2 separate regions of the Mus musculus genome follow, and region 1 is linked to region 2. A link is a contact called in public Hi-C data. All regions are on one chromosome and are shown on one strand. Each heading gives the region's core, a stretch centred on a gene start, on an enhancer-like site or on the middle of the called end of the contact. The rest is flanking DNA. Distances are from core to core; before and after follow the strand shown. Region 1 has its middle 44 kb from the start of Mir5103. Region 2 overlaps Dst (dystonin).

Evidence for each region. A called contact is a pair of places that touch in the nucleus more often than the background predicts.
Region 1: a Hi-C map of uterus shows a contact between it and region 2, with 5 times the contacts expected there. The contact joins two enhancer-like sites. A contact is called at or near these places in 6 of 484 Hi-C or Micro-C datasets (bone marrow-derived macrophages, embryonic retina, embryonic stem cells and 3 more), 1 of 115 datasets of contacts at active chromatin or transcription factors (heart atrium) and 3 of 9 other capture datasets (adipose tissue, liver and pancreatic islet).

The regions. Positions count from the first base shown.
Region 1 is chr1:34,387,903-34,390,978 of GRCm38.p6, forward strand. No RefSeq gene overlaps it. Among named protein-coding and RNA genes, the nearest start is that of Mir5103, 44 kb to the right of the region's middle. Within about 2 kb of position 1,594, at least 56 of the 459 cell types and tissues checked have an H3K27ac peak or open chromatin away from gene starts, as enhancers often do. A contact at or near this core is called in heart atrium and uterus, where this site is marked.
Region 2 is chr1:34,244,919-34,248,028 of GRCm38.p6, forward strand. Dst (dystonin) reads left to right here. Exons shown (of 103, transcript NM_001276764.1): 63 at 2,731-2,897. Among named protein-coding and RNA genes, the nearest start is that of Gm26788, 68 kb to the left of the region's middle. Within about 2 kb of position 1,578, at least 10 of the 459 cell types and tissues checked have an H3K27ac peak or open chromatin away from gene starts, as enhancers often do. A contact at or near this core is called in heart atrium and uterus, where this site is marked.

The sequences.
Region 1 (3,076 bases), core at 344-2,843, 140 kb after region 2:
AACAAGAGAGTCCTGCCTTATTTAGAGCTGTTTTATCATTCCTGTAGAAGCTGTCTTGATACTTTCTTGGGGGTAATATTTCCAAATTTTTCTCTGTTGGTGCCTTTTGAATACTTTTGATGGACTGATGCCCACACGAGTGAGGGAAGCTGCTGCGTCCCTCAGGCAGGCTTCCAGGTCAACAGCTGCTGCTTTGGCCCAGGTAGATGCCCAGTTTCTCCCCACTGTTGGCCACTTGGCCGGCATTTCAAAGACCATCACTGTCAGCTGACACAGAGCATGCACAGGGCACCCTCTGTGCCAACTACAATGCCAAGACTCCCACTTCATCTCTGAAACGTGTGGCCTTGTACAGAGAACCACGGGTCAGCATGTGATTTAAGAAGTTGGTTATATGACATCAGATTAGCCCGGGATTAGGTTTCTGCTATAGAGTGCACCCTGATAATTTATTAGTTTCAGGAATAAACATTTTGGAGCTGACCCCTCACTTTAAACATTCAGAGTAGACAGTGGGTTATCTCACTCTACTCAGACACCTCTGTCCTCCCCATTTCTTAGGATCATCCAGCTCTATGAAGTAGGAGCTAGGCATAGGTGCTAGGTACTCCGGCCCACCTGCCTTCCATTCTGTGATGGGCATGGGAACTGCAGCCCTTAGAGGTTTCACTCAGGTAAATAAATGAAACTTAGGGGGATCTATGCCAGGGTTGAATGACAAGTCCAATCTCTTCTTAGAATCCTAAACTTATTTCTCAACAATATTAGAGGACCTCCTGGAGACAAGGATTATCTCATTAGACGACATTGAGAACTACAGTCTGGAAGTCTCCGCCACTTCTTGGGTTTGTGCAAATAACCGCTTTGCCCATACTCCCCTTTCCTAGGGAAGAGTGATAACTTCCAGGTTGCTTGGAGCTGGCAAGGAGCCTAAAAGAAAAGACCTGGGGCATCCAGGGAAGAACCTAGTTTGGAGTTTAACCTTTGCTCAGCTGATAGCCCCCAGAGTGAGCTGGGTGCTAATACACCTAGAATCCCCATGAACTGGTGACACACTGGTCTGCAGGCTATTGGGGTGTAAGAATGGGCTGTACTGTGATCGCTGGTCCTCAGACGACTCGAGGCTGAGCAGCTTGCAAGCCATCGGTTTGAGATGACGCGTTTCTCTAGGTCCTTCTGCATCAGGATGCGCCACAGAGTAAACAGCAGATGCTACAGAAGTGGGCGCCAAGTGCGCTCTAACTTTTCAAACGGTGTGGCTGGCATTTAGTTTCTCCTGAAGCTTCTGGAGTCTGTCCGGGCTATCTCCCTTATGGATGGGATTTCCCTCTGAGCCAGAGAGACACAAGAAGCCGTTGGGTCAGTGCTGATGTGGTATGGGAAATGAAAGCAGGCTTCAGAATGACCTATTAATCCCCCCCCCCACACACACACACACACTTTCCTTTCCCCATCACAGATGATGCATTAGCCTGATTAGAAATATGTAAATAAGCCACTTCCTTCCTCTTATTTTAATACAACTCTTGCTCTGCAAAATCCATTTTTTTCTTCCCTCCTCCTCCGACGGTGGAAGGAACTGATGTCATTGTTCTGTGTGGAAGACAATGAAGAGGTTTTCCATCCTTGCCAAGTACATGTCTTGCCAGGGCCCATTCCCTCTACTCAGTTTAATTATGAGTAATTGTTTGGGTTGTGATGGAAGAAATATTAGAGAATGGAAAGAGGGAACAGAGTTCAGAATATTATGCTGCAACTGATTCATGTCTTGGCAAGAACCCTTAACTAGATTTTATGCCTTGGTCTTGTGACAGTAAACAGGGCAGCTTTGCCATATAAGCACATAGAGCTCAGCTCAAGGACCTATTTTTGAAAAAGCAGAAGGATTTGAAAGAATGCAGAACCAGCAAGCATTAGCCGTTGGGTAAATTCCATGTTGGTCCTGGGCAGTGGCCTCCGCTGAGGACCGAAGCTGTTCTAAACTGGATGCTAGCTAGCGCCACTCATCTTTAGCTGGTTTGTCAAATCTTTACAGCTTGCTTTTCATATGTTAGACAATCCTTGCATTTTACAGAAAGGCTCTGACTAGTCTCTACTATATATGCTCAGAAAAGAGCGAAGGCCAAGAGCATGTTTGAGAAAGCTGGAGAGACAGACAGGATTTCAGACAGAGGCCTGAACTGTGCCAACCAGGAGGCTGAGTGTCCCTGAGCGACCATTTCTGGAAGCCTGAGCAAAGGCAGGGGACTCAGAAAGCTACTCCACATGCAGCATTGATTGGGGATTCGCTTTTACTCCTCTTTATTTACTTGGCTTGATTAGTTATTTACTTATTTAGCCAAGGCATTCAGCAGAGACCGTTGAAAATGGCAAGTGAGTTGCCACAGCTGGCCTTGATCTTGAATTCAAAACCCCCCTTTCTCAGCCTCTGGAGTAGCTGGCATAATAAGCCTGTACCATGGATCCTGACTCTGTTTCTATGTTCTAATTAACAAAGTGAGCAATAAACACAAAAAAAAGCATTTTAAAAAGGAAGGAAGGAAGAGAGAAAGAGAGAGAGAGAGAAAGAGAGAGAGAGAAGGAGAAAGAGAGAAAGAGAGAGAGAAAGAGAATGAGAGAAAGAGAGAAAGAAAGAAAGAGAGAAAGAAAGAAAGAAAGAAAGAAAGAGGGAGGGAGGGAGGGAGGGAGGGAGGAAGGAAGGAAGGAAGGAAGGAAGGAAGAGGAACCTGAGGGCCGGGTAGAGGACCCAGGTTCAGTTTCCAGAACCCATGAGGCCTGGGTTCTGTAACTCCAGTTCCAGAGGATCCAGCACCCTCTTTTGGCCTCTGTGGGACCAGGCATGCAAATGGTACACAAACATACATGCAGGCAAAACACTCATACACATAAAATTTTAAACCCTTAAAATGACCTACTATGTCACTTCCTGAAGATAATTCTGTGTTTTTAAATTCTCCTCAATTTTTACACATAAGGCATCCATTTCTGAATAATGAACATTGTAAAAAAAAAAAAAAAAAAACTGCTTTGCAATGTACTCTTGAAACTAAAACACACCCCAAGTATTTCCCTTGCT
Region 2 (3,110 bases), core at 328-2,827:
GCTTCACTGGCTGGGTGGCATTTGGACAGGAAAATCGTTGTTGCCTAAATACATGAGATCTCGCCACGGGAATTGTATAGAGTAAATACTGGCAGGTTCTCCGAGTTGAGCGGAGTGCAAAGGGCTCGGATCCTCTGTTCACGCACCTGGGGACATGCTGCTGTATGTCCTGGTGCTGATAGACAGAGGACTGCTTGAGACAACATGTGCAGTTCGTGGTGTAGTGGTCAGACATGGAACACTGAAGGACATTTCCAGTGAGGGAGCAGCTGTGATTTGAAATGACACATGGAAAAAGGCATACTGTGTGGCCCTATATATCGTATACCTCAAAATTGCCAAAAGACTTTAAATACCCTCAACACAATAGCAATTTTGAGCAGAGGAACTACTAGCTATGTTAATTAGTTTGATTAAATTGTTTTCCAGTGAACACATGTACTAAAACATGACACTGTAGCCCATAAACTGTTTACTAGTTTAAACTTTAAAAAAAGTCTACATTGGCCTCAGATTTTTACCAACTTACTGCTTCCTTTAATTCTGCATTACACATTAGCACTCTCCAAATTCCCTGAAAACTTCAGCCAATTAGGAAGTGGTGGGAAGCCGGGCGTGGTGGCGCACGCCTTTAATCCCAGCACTTGGGAGGCAGAGGCAGGCGGATTTCTGAGTTCGAGGCCAGCCTGGTCTACAAAGTGAGTTCCAGGACAGCCAGGGCTATACAGAGAAGCCCTGTCTCTAAAAAAAAAAAAAAAAAAAAAAAAAAGAAGGAAGTGGTGGGAAAAATAAAGCCAGGCCTCATGGCTCAGGCCTGTAATCCCAACTCCTTGGCTGGTGGAGGTAGGAGGGTCCCAAGTTCTAGGCCCACAGGAAGACAGCCTAGTGAGCAACTCAGAGGGAGCCTGGGTGGAATCTAAAAGCGGAGAAGAGGCTTGGGGACATGGCGCAGTCATAGGACAGTAGCCTAGAATGCAGGAGGCTCCAGTTCAGACTCCAGGACCAGACAGCAAAGAAGGAGGGTTAAGGCGACACCCTGGAAATCCCGTGCATCGGTGTGGCTTTAATTATATAACTGCCAACATCAACTGAGTTATTCTCCCAGGGACAGTTAATAATGCACAGTCAACAAAGCCCATTTACTGACTTTGTCTTCTTAATAGCCAAAGGTTTCTCTATTCCAGTTCACCAGAAGTAACTCACTTGGGCTGGCAGGCTAGCTCAGTGGGTAAAGGGCTTGTCACCAAGCCAGACAACCAATCCTCAGATCCTACAAGGAGACAGTAAAGGGCCAACACTCGCAAGTTGTCCTCCTGCGCGTGTGTAATTTATAGACTTCACATTGTTTACGTGATGCCCTGAACTGTGTCGAGAATATCCATGATCCTTTCCCTTGGGAAATCTGTATTCCCTTTCCTTCCCTCCTCCGTGGTCTTAATCTCAGTGTATGCCTGTAGCATGCTACTTCTGGGTAAGTGTTAAGTTGTTACTCCTTAGCGGTCGTCTGCCAGGATCAGAGTAAGTAAGCAGAGGCCTGGCAGGGTGAGCTCCTGCGTCTGGTTGCTGGAGCACGCACTTACTACGTGGGCAGTTGACTTGCTTTGATTAGTTAGGGCAAGGTGACCCTGAGTCTGGCACTCGGCTAGATTTGGACTGAATTTTCTTTTAGCTGCTATGTCCTGAAACCTTAGTCCTCTTGGCAGTTCTTAAGAACCCAGCGCACCCACACTCTTCTTTTTGGGTGTCTGAGGGTTCTGCTCAAGTTTCCGTCCTCATGGGGTCCTCAAAGCGCTTCTTCCAGGGAAGGCCAGGAGCCTTCTGTCCTGCAGGCATGGTCTGGTATTAACCTGTCTGCCTGAAATGCATTGCCTCACGTGAACCGGGGTTTTGACTGACGGGAGTCTGTTCTTTGGCAGTCGATAACTGCTGGATGCTTAGGGCAGCCCTGTTTTATGAAAGTGAGGAGAGTGTTGTACTTTTCCCATGGTTCAGTCTGCTTATCCTACATGCATCGTCTGCTCCGTGATTTTGTACAAAATCTATCACAAAGATTACAGTGACCTGGGGCTAGAGAGATGGCTCAGCGGCTAAGAACACTGACTGCTCTTCCAGAGGTCCTGAGTTCAATTCCCAGCAACCACATGGTAGCTCACAACCATCTATAATGGGATCTGACACCCTCTGCTGGTGTGTCTGAAGATAGCTACAGTGTATTCCTATACATTAAATAAATAAATAAATAAATAAATAAATAAATCTTTTTTAAAAAAAAAGATTACAGTGACCTTATCAGTAGGGGTTGTCTGTTGTCAAAGCCACATCTCAGTGTCTGACACAGCAGTTACTCAGCCAAACGCTCTTTCTGTTTATTCTTTGGAGGCTTTTTTAAAAAATGACATTTATTTATTTATTTATTTATTTATTTATTTATTTATTTATGTGCCCTGCGTGCGCCTTGTCGTGCATGTGGAGGTCAAAGGACAAGTTGCAGGAGCTATTTCTCCCCTTCCACGTTGCAGGTCATGAGGGTTGGTGGCAAGCCACCTTGACCTAAGGCACTCTCTCACTGCCCCCAAATGAATTATTTTTAAAACCCCACTCCTCATTTTTCCCATGTCTATCCATGCGTATGTATGTATGTATGTATGTATGCATGCATGCATGAGTTCTATCTTATATTTATTTAAACATTCTTCTGCCTTTTAAAAACACGGCATGTTTTGTCTGAAGCTTCTGCAAAGACTTCTGGAAGACCGGAAGTCTACGGTGGAGGTGATCAAAAGAGAAGGAGAGAAAATCGCTGCTTCGGCAGAGCCTGCGGACAGAGTGAAGCTCACGAGGCAGCTGAGCCTCTTGGACAGTAGATGGGAAGCGCTCCTGAGCAGAGCTGAAGCAAGGTACCTAGCGGTGACATGCTCAGGGCTGTAGGCTGGGATAACGCTTGCCTTTACGTCCATGTCCTCCGTGTCTGTTCGTCACGGGGCTGTGGTGCACCAGTCCCCGTTCTTCTGATGTCCTGTGGCCACCAGCCGCATCCCTGCTCATTAAGAAAGCATTTTCCTTCACTGGTAATTCATTCATTTGTGCGAGACACAGTCATTCGCTACTTA